Regions from separate parts of the Mus musculus genome. Here regions 1 and 3 are each linked to region 2. Evidence: chromatin contacts called from public HiChIP or PLAC-seq data. All regions are on one chromosome and are shown on one strand. The core of a region is the stretch at or near the end of the contact, and the rest is flanking DNA. Distances in the headings are between cores, read along the strand shown.

Region 1 (4,337 bases), core at 624-3,123, 400 kb after region 2:
ATCCGGGTGGTGGCAGGATTCAATCCATACTTAAGAAGTGCTATGCACCTACACTTTGTATGGTTCTTTTTTCTTCTGTTTTTAAAAGGATTTGCTGGGTGAGTAATATTCCACTGGGAAACTCTACTGCATTTTCTTTATTCTTTTGTTGAGGAACATCTAGGGTGTTTCTAATTGCTGGCTATTATGAATAGAGAGCAAGAAACATGGTTGAGCAAGTGTGTCTGTGGTAGAAGGAAGCATCTTTTGGCTATGGACCCAAGATGCCCAAGCTGGGATCTTGATGTAGATCTATTTCCATACTCCTGATGCATCACCACACTGATTGTCATACTGCCTGTACAAGTTGCAGTCCCACCATCAATGGATGAGTGTTCCCCTTACTGTTGTATCATGACAGCATGAGCTGTCATTTGTGTTATTGATCTTAGCCATTCTGGTGGATGTAAATGAAATTGCAAAGTAGTTTTGATTTTCATTCCCCTGATGACTGAAGATACTGAACACTTCTTTAAACATTTCTCAGCCATTTGAGTTTTCTCTTTTGAGAATTATGTTTAGATCTGTACCCCAGTTTTTAATTGGGTTTGTTTTCTTGATACCTAAGGTTGTTTTCTGTTTAGTTATATATTTTGGATATTAGTCTTCTATCAGATGTAAATGGATAGAACTAGAAAAAGTTATCTTGAATAAGGTAACACAGAACAAGAAAACCAAGCCTGATCTTTTACACAATGAATAAAAGGCTAAAGTAGGGGGGTAACACCCTATGTCTAAAGAGAAGTAGTTTCCCTCCTGCCTATTTCCCAAAGGCAGGAGGAAAAAAAATACACATTCATGAACAGCATCAATATGTTTTTATAGTGATAACCTATATAGATAAGGTGTTAAAGTTTTCTAATGTATATTCATTTATCTATACAAAATATTTACACAAACACCTATAACTTATCCTACCTGCCTTTGGCGGTCTGGTGAGATGAGATCTCAGACTGTGGGTCTCACTGACCTGGAACTGAACAATTCTTCTGCAATGGGCATGGCCATGGCCACCTTCTTTACTAAGAGAAAATTCTATGGTACAAACAGACAGACAGACAAACAGGCAGGCAGGCAATCCAGATCTTACTGGGTACCTTAGACTCAGGGAAAGGTCAAAGGTCTTGGAAGTTTACTTGTCATTCTCTGGAATGGGTAATTCTTATAATTAAAGGTAACAAACGTCTGCTGTGGTAGTGTCTGCCTTTAGCAATCAGTAAACAAAGGCAGGGCCATCTCTGTGAGTTCAAGGCCAACATGGTTTACATAGGGCATTTCAAGCCAGGTAGTGAGACTACCATAACCACTACCACCACCACCACCACCACCACCACCACCACCACCAAAGCAGAAATCAATAAAGGATCATTAGACAGCAACTTGCTAAGGTTCAGCCTTCTGTACTAAAGGAGTGTCTTTCCCTTTGCTATGGCATTGCATTTGCTGAAGCAGAAATGTGTGTCACTATGTCCCAAAGGCAAAAATATATACATTAAACAAACAGGAAAAAAAAAAGACAAAAGAAAAACCCACCAACAGTCACACACTGCAGGTGTACAGATTGTCCCCCAGCCGGCCTCTCTGTGCCGACATCCTGTGAGGTTGCTGCATCTGTGAGGAGCAGGGGAGAGAGAAAGGCTTCCTCAGGGAGCAGAAGTCAACATTTTTTAGAATTTATCATAATCTTGCAGGGCCTCTGTGTCCTCAGACTAAGTCTTCCCTCTTTGGGAGCAATCTCTCCCTGTCAGCTATCACACCTCCAGTGTAGATGCCCTCTTGCCACTTTCCTAGGTGGCCTATGAACTCATGAAGGCAGCAACTGTGGTACCGTGTACTAAACAGAACCTCCCTTGAGACAAATCTACAAAGCATTTCTTCATTGATGTGACACAAAACACTAACTTTTGGAGAGTGGGCAGAAAATTCTAGAATTTCTATTCATGCTTACCTTTTAGCCAGAAATATAAGCGATGCCAACATTTATTATCTCTTAAGGCCTAGATTAGAGAGTTATATACATATAAAATATAAAACTATAATATAAAAATATAAAATGAAAAAAGTCTTGTTATGACTATTTGTTTTTGTTTTTCTGTGTTGATTAAAAATATTTGGAGATCACAGCTTCAGTGGTGAGTTAATGATTATTGCTTGAAAAATCAGTAACTCAAAAGAGTTTTAACTTTAAATAGGAAAACCTAATGCCTAAGAAAAATATGGGATATTTGTTTTAACCAATAAGCAAATATACATACTGTGGCCAGCTTGTATATTAAAGCTTACATACAGGATCTTGAGAGTTATTTTAGCTTTCAAAGATCATTCCCCATGCATGTATGGAGAAGGATTTTGAGGAAGCTGAAATTCTAATGGTCACAGTATAATATGACTAAAGAGACAGGCTACGGGGAGCTGGGCACTCCCTGACTTCTGGCAATGAAATTTGACACCATTTTTTTCTGAAGGATATCTTGACAAATTTATCAAGACTTTTAAAACATACTTGAGACAGATCTGGAAGGGCCTAAAGACATTGGGAAGGAGAAAAAAAAAGGAGAGACCCCCCCCCAAAATAAAACAAAAACAAACAAACAAACAAACAAACAAAATCCTGAATGAAAATCTCTGGTCCGGCAAGGCCATCTTTGAAGTTTAAAGATTTATGTAGCTATTTACCCAGAAGAATGATAATCATATTATATCTAATACTAACAGTCATATTCAACCCTAGTGCCAACCATATTTAACTTTTGATACATGTTTTATAGCAAGTCAATGTAGCAAGAGCCAACCATTAAATTTGATAGGCAGACACAGATGTAATTACATTGAAAGTTAGTTCTGTAAAATTAGAATGGGTCATCCAGAGTGAGTCTATCAGTATGAGGCCACATAGGAAAAGCCTGCCTAGAGAAGGCGGGGCTGTAGAAGTACATGTCCACTTTAATCCCAGCACTCAGGAGCCTGGTCACGTGGAGCTCTGATTTGGAGGCTAGCCTGGCCTACTGAGTGAGTTCTGGGACAGTCAGGACTACACCGAGAAACCCTGTCTTGGAACACCAGAAGGGGGGGGGGGTTGGTCAGGTGTAGATTTGTGTGACCACCACAACAGTCAGAACCAGTAGTCATCACCTCAAAATCCACTTGGGCTGCAGGTTGGAGTCATGTGGCCTTGTTCCTGGCCTGCACCTGAGTTTAGGAGATTCTTGCTGCCATATTTCCCCTTCCCATAGTGTTATGTCAATGTAGTCAAGCAATGCTGCTGAGTTTTGTCCCCGGCCTTCAGCTGTTGGTTTATTCTTTTAAGAACTCAAGGTGTTTTCTCTCAAGGGAACCATGATCAATCAGAACTCCTATCATATCTGTATAAGGGTTTTTCTGTGAAAACAGGACGTGCCGCTTAAGAGGACTTTTGGTGTTGGGTGAACCTATCAAACCTTTACATTCCCATCGGCAACATATACAAGAGAGGGACAGTGATATTGGATTCTTGTCAGCATTTGCTATTGTTAGCTTTTACAAATGATTTCCTATTAATGACTCAAATAGAAACACAGCAACCACAGTGTGCTTTGTTTTCCTTCCTAATGAGCATCCCATGTACTTGCTTGCCATCCATGCATCTTCTAAGATGCTGCACTTATTCATAGTGTAGGTACATTTTGAACAATTAGACAAGCTTCTTACTCCTGAGTTCTGAGTGTTCTTTATATGCAGACAGAAATGCCTTCTTAGATATGACTAGCAAGAGTCTCTGTTCTTTACCTTGCTCTTCTCTCTTAAGAGAATTTTTCATAGAGTAATTCATTTAGCTTAGGTTAACTTTTTTATTCCTATTCATATTGTATTTTTACTTCTGTATCAAAAGTATTTTCATAACAGCCCATTTTGAGTTAATGTTTATATGGTGCGATGTTAAGTAGGTACATGCATTTGCATAGAGATATCTTATTACTACAACATAAAATTTTGAAAACACATTAAGTTGCCTTGGAGATTATTAAACGAAATCAGATGGCCATACACATGTAAGTGTACTTTTAGCCTGGGGCCTATGTGTTTATATGCTTTCTCATACAGTACTGTCTGAGTATTTTACAGTCACTATGAAATCACAAAGGTGACTCCTCCAACCGTATTCTCTCTTAGTTTTGTTTTGGTTATCATAGCTCCCTTGCTTTTACAAACAGACCTTAGAAACAGTTTCTTTATTATTATTATTATTATTAGGTATTTTCCTCGTTTACATTTCCAATGCTATCCCAAAAGTCCCCCATACCCACCCCCACAATCCCCTA
Region 2 (4,443 bases), core at 1,799-4,298:
CTTACATATCAACGATACACAACTATAACATTCTTCGTCGAAGACACCTAGAAGGCCCTACAGCGTCTTAGTATTATTTTAGTGAAAACAGGTTGTTGTCCATTCAGCGCTCACACTGATAAGGCATAGACTTAACTATTACTCTTTCTCATATAGAATCCATAGCTTAAATGTAGAAAGAAAAGATATTTTTTAAAGGCCTGGCTTTATTCAAAAAAAAAAAACAGAAAAGAAAAGAAAAGAAAAAAAAAGTGGACTTCTCAAACAGTATTTCATAAAAGAAAAAAAAATCAACTTCAGTTTTTAAATGAAATCGGTAGGTAAAATAGTCCAGCACTTCAAAGTGTAAGCCAACAGGACTCTGTCACGTGTAGCTTGGGCCTTTCCCATTAAAGAACTCTAAGTCCCTGTGTGTTTCAAAGCTCCTTCTATACTCTGGATAAATGCTTATGACCCACAGAAACCAGGCCTCCTGGCATTGTCTTATAAACCTGACTTCTATCACTGCTCTTACCTGCACTTTGAAAGCCCCTTCATCCAGTGGTGGAGGAGGAGGGAAGTGTCCGGGACCAGGTGGGATGGTACCAGGATCCTCTAGAGGTGGTGGTGGCGGTGGGAGAAGATCACCTACAGGAAGGGGACACATATGAGAGGTTAACACGTCTGAGACGTTATAGAACTCTTTAAAAGATACATTGGCTGGCAATTTATTGTCAATGTTTTAGACCCACTTGTTTGAGTTATATAGAAAATTTCCCTTACTTAGATAATGTTGGATTAATTGTTAGCCTTAGCTTTCATAAGATAAAAGACCTGATTTCATAATTTAAAGTTAGTATAGAGAGGTCAAGTACATTAAACAGAGGCAAAGGACTTCTTAGAATAATAATTATGGATACTGAATTTTATTAGAATTGATAAATGGCACTAATAAAATCCTAATCAAGTAGAAGAAGAAAAGATTTGTATACATGTAAGGGTAATAGGTTCATTTATGAGGACACATTTTTGGAAGTTAACATAAAATAAAGCTTAAATCCAGGTAGGGAAAATGGGGGCTGTACTAGCATCACCTTAGACAGTATGACCTGCACAGCAAGCCCATTCCAGGTAGTAAGGCAGGAGAATATGTGCACACAAGTCATGTTGAATATAAACATCGACAACATAGCAAATAACATAAAACTCCAAATAACACTGAGCGTAAGGAAAACTAGCAAGGTCTGACACACAGCCTGCGAGTTCAGCTTTCACTGTGTGTATAAATGGCCAGAGAACAGATTAGGGGACACTTGAACAGAAACTAGATGATCTAGATATCTAAGTACAACACAGTCATCAAGAAGGCTCAGGTTACTACCATATGTAACCACCGATGTGGGAAGCAAACATACAAATCTGTATGACTATATTATAAAATATTTAAAATTGTTTAAAAATCAGATATACTAGAAAAAAACATTGGATTTATTTTGTTTTGTTTTTTTTACCATTTTAAAAGGCAGTTTGTTCTCCCTTTAAAAATGTAGTTTTGATGTTTCATTTAGAAGTATCCCTTACATGTAAGTGCTTCTTCCTCGCCTGTCACCATGGCACCAAGCTATAGGAATCAGATTCCATAAGCAAATTATTAACTTTTGAATAATATAAAAATGTGACAACTTGGGTATCTCAGAGGAAAGAAAGTCTAAAACTGCAAAGGTGTATCCTGCAAATGATGGTAGCCTATTGGGCTCTGAAACACCTGGTGGTGTTGCTACACTGGGAGGAGTAGCTATGAGCTGTCAGATCTAACCCCTGCCACAACAGCCAAGGACAGTGTCTCTAGAGCCATTCAGTTTTACCAGGCTATCATCACCCCCACCCCCAAGTCATGATATAACCTTGCTCAAACGCTGGTCCATGTTCACAATCCATCAGGATTTCAGAGAGGAGTTATAAAATTCATACCTCTGGCTGGCACTTCCAAAGACGTTTAATGTAGTAGTTCTAAGGAAGGACCAATGATTTGTGCTTCTAAAAAGCCTAGGTAACTTCAGTGGCATTGGCTCCTGGAACATAGTTCAAGTTTCACTGAGTTCGGCAAAGTACCTTCCATCCTTTGGAGAACCCCAGGATTTGAAAGGTTCCAAACTCCTGTTGTATAGGGATTTCTTTTGTCTCGAAGTCTTTCCTTACCATTTTAGCATTATAATTTGAAACTATCCATTCACTATCCCTTGTCCACACACTGGAATCTGTAAGAAAGCCATCAAACCGATGGCTGTCCAAACTACCTCCTCTGGATTTGATTGGATGAGAATCCTGGGGATTGGAATAAATGTGTGGCATCAGTGTTTCTTTGATCTAGGGGACTCCACATGCAGCTAAAATGGAGAAATGCTGGGGTGGCTACACAGCTCATGGAAAGTATTCATTAACTCTGAAGGAAAATGCACTACAACAGAGTCCTCTTCTACCTTAAAACAGAGTGAATGAAAAAAATTAATTCACAAGGTATTGAGCCATGAAGCCATGACTAGGTGGTTGTTCACAACCTAAGTTTAGATTCTAGCAATCACTCTGTCTTCTCCCACCCTCTATAACGCAGTATGGAGGGGAATGTGTAATTGACCAGATTCTATGTGGCATTTCAAATTATCAGACCATCAGACATTCTCAAACCTGCCTGAACTCTTGGTATCCCTATCATATAGGGTGACTCAAAAGGCCCATAACATGCATATGAGTAAACCAAAATATCACAGAAATAATTTTAAAAATAAAGGTACAACTCTGTCTCTGAAATACCTCCTAAGTATATTCTCCTTTATCCTGTTTGTCTATAAGAACTTAAAGAGATGCACAGGCTGATGGTAATCCCAGAAGGATTAAAGAGAAAGAAAAACTGACTTCTTTAACAAAGAAATAATATGAAAACAACAAAGAACCTAATTCTAAGAAAGATGATGTAGGTTCTTAAGAAGCCAGCTGTTAACCTCTTAACCATCAACCACTGACTACAACCAAGGGTTCAGTTCACTAAGTTCAATCATCTAGGTTTCGGTTCCTACATCCTATACTGGGACTTGCATGCTAATGCAGCAATGGGGTGGGCACGAAAGGGGGAGGTACTGGAAGGGGATGCTCTGGAGGAGAAATGCCCTAGCTGTAGGAACTGGAATGAAGAACCTGCACAACTCTTTGTCATCATCTGTATGCCATAATTCTGATGTATAGATGAACATCCAATAGAAAAACATACTCAATGATAGATGTGTGATAAACCTACAAAATGTATGTTATCACAGAGATGATGGCAATAAATTCCTTAGAGGGTGAAAAATGGTAAGCGGCCTTTAAGAAGCTGAACTGTGCCAGTAGAGAGCAGACTTGGAGGCAAGAATATAACAAAGTCTTCTCTTTTCACTGCTGCAATCATCAATGCTTTCCCTCTTACTTCAAACTGGGAAAAGGGGGCACCTAGATCCTTCTCCTTCGCTCTCCAAAGACTCTTAAATTTGTTTTAAGTTCTTTAGGGGACAGGAAGCACCTTTGAATGCCACAGTGACAGTGGCCACACATGCATCTGAGAATGGAAGGAGAGAGCTGGTGGGCATCCTAATCGGGTAAGCCCATGAAATGAACTGGTATGAGGAGCCTATGTCTTCATCAGATATTTAGCTGAGCAGTGCCTTGAAACCATCAGAAAGTGCTGTGATGTGACAGACCAAGAAAATAAACCTTTCTCATCCATTGAATGACCTTCTCAGCCTTTTCAACTTATGAACACCTCTGTTCAAAACTGAAGCTAGGAATGTGTGGCTTCTCTAAGTAATGAAGCTTTTCCTCACTCTATCCAGCTCCTGTCTTTTAACTGACTAGGGGAGTTTGCCAGGCTCATCGATCCAGATACTCCTATGTGAATCTCGGTCTTCCCTCTCTCCCTCCCTCTTCTTTGTAACATGGTCTCCATCTTTGGGCTTGAACGTGTGATGTTCCTCCCTCAGTGCCCTGTGTGGACCGTTATGTTTCGTGAATCTCAGTCCAAGAAAGAAGTATATACATCAGTGTTTTCTTGAATCTCTTCTTTCAGACTTAATACCGTGTCTGGTTTCTAGGTCTGGCAGGATACTAGTAGCCTGGAAGACTCTTCTCAACGCCACATAACAGAACACACCAGATTTTGCAAGGTTCACAGAGTGTGGTGGCTCGTGAAATGAAGTTACATGGAGAGGGGACAGGATGTGACATGTGCACAATACCTAAGAATAGTCAGAGACCCACACAAAGACTGAGTGTCACAGAACCCTTAATATGCAGAGCCTGAATTCATGTTCTCCCTATGTGAGAACTCATTGGGGAATGTTCACTCTCAAGGCCATTCATGGCTAGTGCTGGCTGTCTTGTCTTCATTGTCATGAAAATAGCACCAATCCCTCTCCTGAAGAACCTACCTTCACC
Region 3 (4,105 bases), core at 933-3,432, 320 kb after region 2:
TACAGCCTTGCTGGTGAGTCACTACGAAGCCTGGGACCACACAGCCTTCTGTCTAAATACTTCCGCTCAGCACAGCTGTGAAGGCACCCTTGAGTTCTCTGGTAAACAAGGCAGGGCAGTTACCTTGGTGTCTTTCCATATCCCTGTGTCTCTTAGGAGATGTTCACGGTCCAGACCCAAGAAGAAGCCTCTAGGCAACAATGAGACACATGGAGCCAGAACTTCTCTGTGCTTTCTTTGCTGAAATGCCTTTGTGAGATTTTTTTTTTTTTTTTTTAAAGCAGGGCTTTGCTGCCTCGTTTGGAAAAAGGCAGAAGGTACTAGCTTCATCTGATGAAGGATTTAACATGTGTTATTATTGTTGCTTTTTTAACCACCAGGGCTGTTAAATTTGCAAGGGTGGAATGCGTTACCTGGGAGGTAGCAAGTCCCCAGAACTGTGTGTTTTAAACAGATGACTGAAGACTTAGCAGCACATATGGAAGGTTTAAGAATGAGATGCTCTCTTAAGTACATCTTAGCCTTGTGACTGGATTATTAATATTCTACCATTGAAATAAAACAAAGTATGCTAATACCACAAAAAGTCACAGATTGGGGGGCGGGGTATTCTGAAGGTGTGGTAGGGCCAAATAGAAGGGCAGCAGTTGAGTTTTGATTTTTATTTTAGAAACCATGGGATTTTCAGTTTCTTTGCCTGCTTGCTTTTTTTCCCCCTTTTGGTTTTTCGAGACAGGGTTTCTCTGTGTAGCTCTGGCTCTCCTGGAACTCACTCTGTAGACCAGGCTGGCCTCAAACTCAGAAACTCACCTGCCTCTGCCTCCCAAGTGCTGGTATTAAAGGTGTTCATCACCACGCCCGTCTGCCTGCTTGCTTTTTAAACAAAGGAGTTATATACTAGTCACCAAATGTGCACGACTGTGAGGACTGTGCCTTCTGGCTACCCGTGGGTTGGGTTAATAAATTGTGAGCAACAGTGGCTTCTGTCACTCCCAGCAATGTCTTGTTTTCAAGGTTGATCGCCTTCGGTGTGTTCTTTTCTCCATTCTACAATCTCAGCAGCATTTGAGCCTGAGTCTCAAATCCAGGGAAATAATGGGTGTAGATCTGAGTTTCTAAAAGCCAAACAAAGGTGTAGAGAGGGGGTGAGAAACAGCCCTCTGCGGTTTGGTGGACCTAGGCCATTCTGACTGATTAGACTTCTTGCTGTGGTACACAAAACAGATTTCTTTAGAAATTAGAGGAGGGGATGGATGAGAAGAGCTAAACAAGAGACAGAGGATACACGAGGGCGAGGACCGGTGATAGTGGGTGAAGGGGGTGGGGCAGAGGGGCAGAGGGGCAGAGGGGCAGAGAGGCAGAGGGGCAGAGGCAGGTGGATCTCTGAGTTCCAGACAAGCCTGGTTTACAAAGTCAGTTCCAGGACAGCCAGCGCTACACAGAGAGAACTTATCAAAAAAACCTAAAGACAAAAAGAAAAACAAAACAAAGAAACAAACAAAAAAGAAAAAAGAAAAAGAAAAGGAAAGGGAAGGAAAAAAAATACTTTGGAAAAGAAGGTAAGATAGGACCTCATAGACAATGAGATTAATCTGCAGGCTCATTTTCAGTTTCAAACAGAGACTTATACTATTGTCTTTGTTTAAGTGTTTGTGTGTGAGAGCGTTTACCTGCATGCAGTTCTCACGGAGGCTTTGGGTCCCCTACAACTAGGGTTATCAGCAGCTGTGGGCTTTGTGATGCTGGTGCTGGAGACAGAATCTGGGTCTTCTGCAAGAGCAGTAAGTGTGCTCGACCACTGAACCGTCTCCCCAGCCCCCTAGGGAACTGTAAGTGTTCTCACTGCTCTACTCTGCTGTGAGCATGATTACCTAAAAACATCCCTGGGATGGGATGCCATTCTTGGTTAGCCTTCTTGGAAAGAAAGCTCCATTTCCTTTTTCTGGTGGGAGGAATTACATTCTTACACAAATTCAGCTTGTCTCTCGCAGGCTCACCATGCTCTGTTCCAAAGCCAGCTTCTTCTAATGAGGTCTGGAAGAAGGCTTCTTTTCTTGGACATACAAAAGGGTCTGTTCCAGAAACTAGCTTCCTGTGAGTGCCTGAGGTTGCAAGTGTTAGGGACTCAGCTTTCTTAAGAAGTTCTTATAAACAGTCACGCCCACTAGCACATGAAAGCCAGTCAGCCAGCCGACTGTTACCACATCCATATGTTCGAGTGCATGACCTTAAAAAGGAAACACACACCCTCAGCAAATCCAGAAGGATGCCCTGGCCCTAGAAGGCCTCGCCGTGGAAAAGTTAGAGAGTATTCCACATATCATCTGTTGCTGACCTTTACCTTGTAAGACTTTTTTTCTTTTAACAAGACCCCCAAAGTTATAATAACCCCTACTTGGTAACCCACACTGTCCCAAGCCCAGCTGCTTTTGCATGATAGATGTCACAGTTAAGTCATGCACAGTGACTATGGGCCCAGACTTACAGTTTTCCTCTTCAGATTACTGAGATAGGAGAAGAGACAGGCAGAGAGCGTGGCAGGTGACATGTGGACCCCCCCCCCCAAGTCAACCAAGAACCTGGAATTTCCAGATGCTAATCAAGGCAGTGCTCAAACTGGCACAGAGCCTTCCTCCTGGGTAAGCGGGTCACCCTGAGACAATGACTGAATTCAATAATAAATCACCCCACCTTTTTTTACCCATTGAGAGGGGCCAGTCTGACCGTTTTTTGCTTTTACCTCCAGCCGCTGACTCTCTTGAGGAAATTCTCCAAGGCTTATATGACTTGAGTATCTTACTTATAAGTTGGGTCCAGGGATCCTCAGAGTTGGCTCTTTCCGGTTTTAGGTATAACTACTGGATAATGTTTCCACCAGTAAAGCCCAGTCTCATCTCTCTAAGGGCTCTTGCCTTACAACCTAGTTGAAGGAAGACATGATTGTGTTAAAAATAGTGTGACATTAGTCATTATGTAGGGCAGAACTTCTGTTTGTTTTCTTTTTTCCTTGGGTGGACTGTCTGTACCTGAGAAAAACATCTGATGAGATTACTGATAAGCCTTTTGCAGAATTTCTCATAGTACTGTCTGGGTATTTTTAAAGGATTGTTTGAGGCCGGGGAAGTGTTTTCTGTGTAATATCTAATTTCACCAGAAGACGAAGACCTTCCTCTGCATTTCACTGGAGCTGTGGTTCATACTGCTCTTGGGGTTGTCGGACTGAAGGAGCAGTGACAACCAATCAAGTTGTGACAGAGACAAAAGAAAGAGAATATGACCAATGGAGAAAAGAGGGCAGAAAAACCAGAGGATGTGTTTGTCTGTAGAAAAGAGACATCCCTTGAGGGGAATACCCTTGGGAGGTGCTGAAGGAAATGGGGTGGAAGTCACTACAGCTTCAAGAGCTCTGAGGGGGGAAAGAACACGTAGGAACAGTCCCAGTGCCCGCCATTTTCCTTGGTCTTAGTATACGGGAAGCCTCCCGAGAGGGAACTTTTGTAAGACGATGTGAAGTGCACTGGAGGTGACAGGCAAACGTGTTTCTCAGTAACCACAGAAGTGACACTCTGGAAGAAGCCATGAGTTGGAGCATTTTATCTTTCTGTTTTGCATTTGCTTTAATTCACTGACTGCACAGTAAACACCCACCGGAGAGATTGGAAGGGCAAGATGGACTTTAACACTGGACCCAGGATTGTGGTGACTTACATACCTCGTCACCAGCAATGATAAGTCAAGAAAGGCTCTTCTCATGTGTGTGGCCTTTCTTCAGACATTTATTTATTCTGTGCTGGGACTGAACCCACGTCTTCATGCATGCTCAGCAGACGTTTTACCATTGAGCATCACAACAGACACACACACACACACACACACACATCCATGGTCATGCTTGCTGTGTTCACACGGTACCATTCCCTAAACGCAGATTAGATCAGGAGTGAAAAGAAATGGAGAGCTGGAGAGAAGTCACCCAGGCTCTAGGCTCACCTCTAAATAGCCCACCAGAGACGTCATCACTGCTCTTTCCACTCACGGAGAGCAGAGAGGTCAGGAGTAGGCCACCTATGTAGCACCCCACCTTGAAGCAATTGTCTAAATGGAG

What was found. HiChIP or PLAC-seq counts read pairs in DNA pulled down with a chosen protein or histone mark.
Region 1: a contact with region 2 is called in an SMC1A HiChIP or PLAC-seq map of large pre-B cells, with 5 times the contacts expected there. The contact joins two enhancer-like sites. A contact is called at or near these places in 1 of 15 datasets of contacts at CTCF or cohesin (large pre-B cells), 1 of 484 Hi-C or Micro-C datasets (pro-B cells) and 1 of 115 datasets of contacts at active chromatin or transcription factors (large pre-B cells).
Region 3: a RAD21 HiChIP or PLAC-seq map of pro-B cells shows a contact between it and region 2, with 2.4 times the contacts expected there. The contact joins two enhancer-like sites. A contact is called at or near these places in 1 of 15 datasets of contacts at CTCF or cohesin (pro-B cells), 1 of 484 Hi-C or Micro-C datasets (pro-B cells) and 1 of 115 datasets of contacts at active chromatin or transcription factors (large pre-B cells).

Annotation. Positions count from the first base shown.
Region 1 is chr16:24,257,312-24,261,648 of GRCm38.p6, reverse strand. All of the region lies in intron 1 of Gm31814 (a long non-coding RNA gene), which reads left to right. Among named protein-coding and RNA genes, the nearest start is that of Gm31814, 3.7 kb to the left of the region's middle. Within about 2 kb of position 1,873, at least 9 of the 459 cell types and tissues checked have an H3K27ac peak or open chromatin away from gene starts, as enhancers often do.
Region 2 is chr16:24,657,861-24,662,303 of GRCm38.p6, reverse strand. It overlaps Lpp (LIM domain containing preferred translocation partner in lipoma), which reads right to left. Exons shown (of 13, transcript NM_178665.5): 6 at 515-627. Among named protein-coding and RNA genes, the nearest start is that of Mir28a, 170 kb to the left of the region's middle. Within about 2 kb of position 3,048, at least 24 of the 459 cell types and tissues checked have an H3K27ac peak or open chromatin away from gene starts, as enhancers often do. A contact at or near this core is called in pro-B cells, where this site is marked.
Region 3 is chr16:24,337,863-24,341,967 of GRCm38.p6, reverse strand. No RefSeq gene overlaps it. Among named protein-coding and RNA genes, the nearest start is that of Gm38456, 44 kb to the right of the region's middle. Within about 2 kb of position 2,182, at least 37 of the 459 cell types and tissues checked have an H3K27ac peak or open chromatin away from gene starts, as enhancers often do. A contact at or near this core is called in pro-B cells, where this site is marked.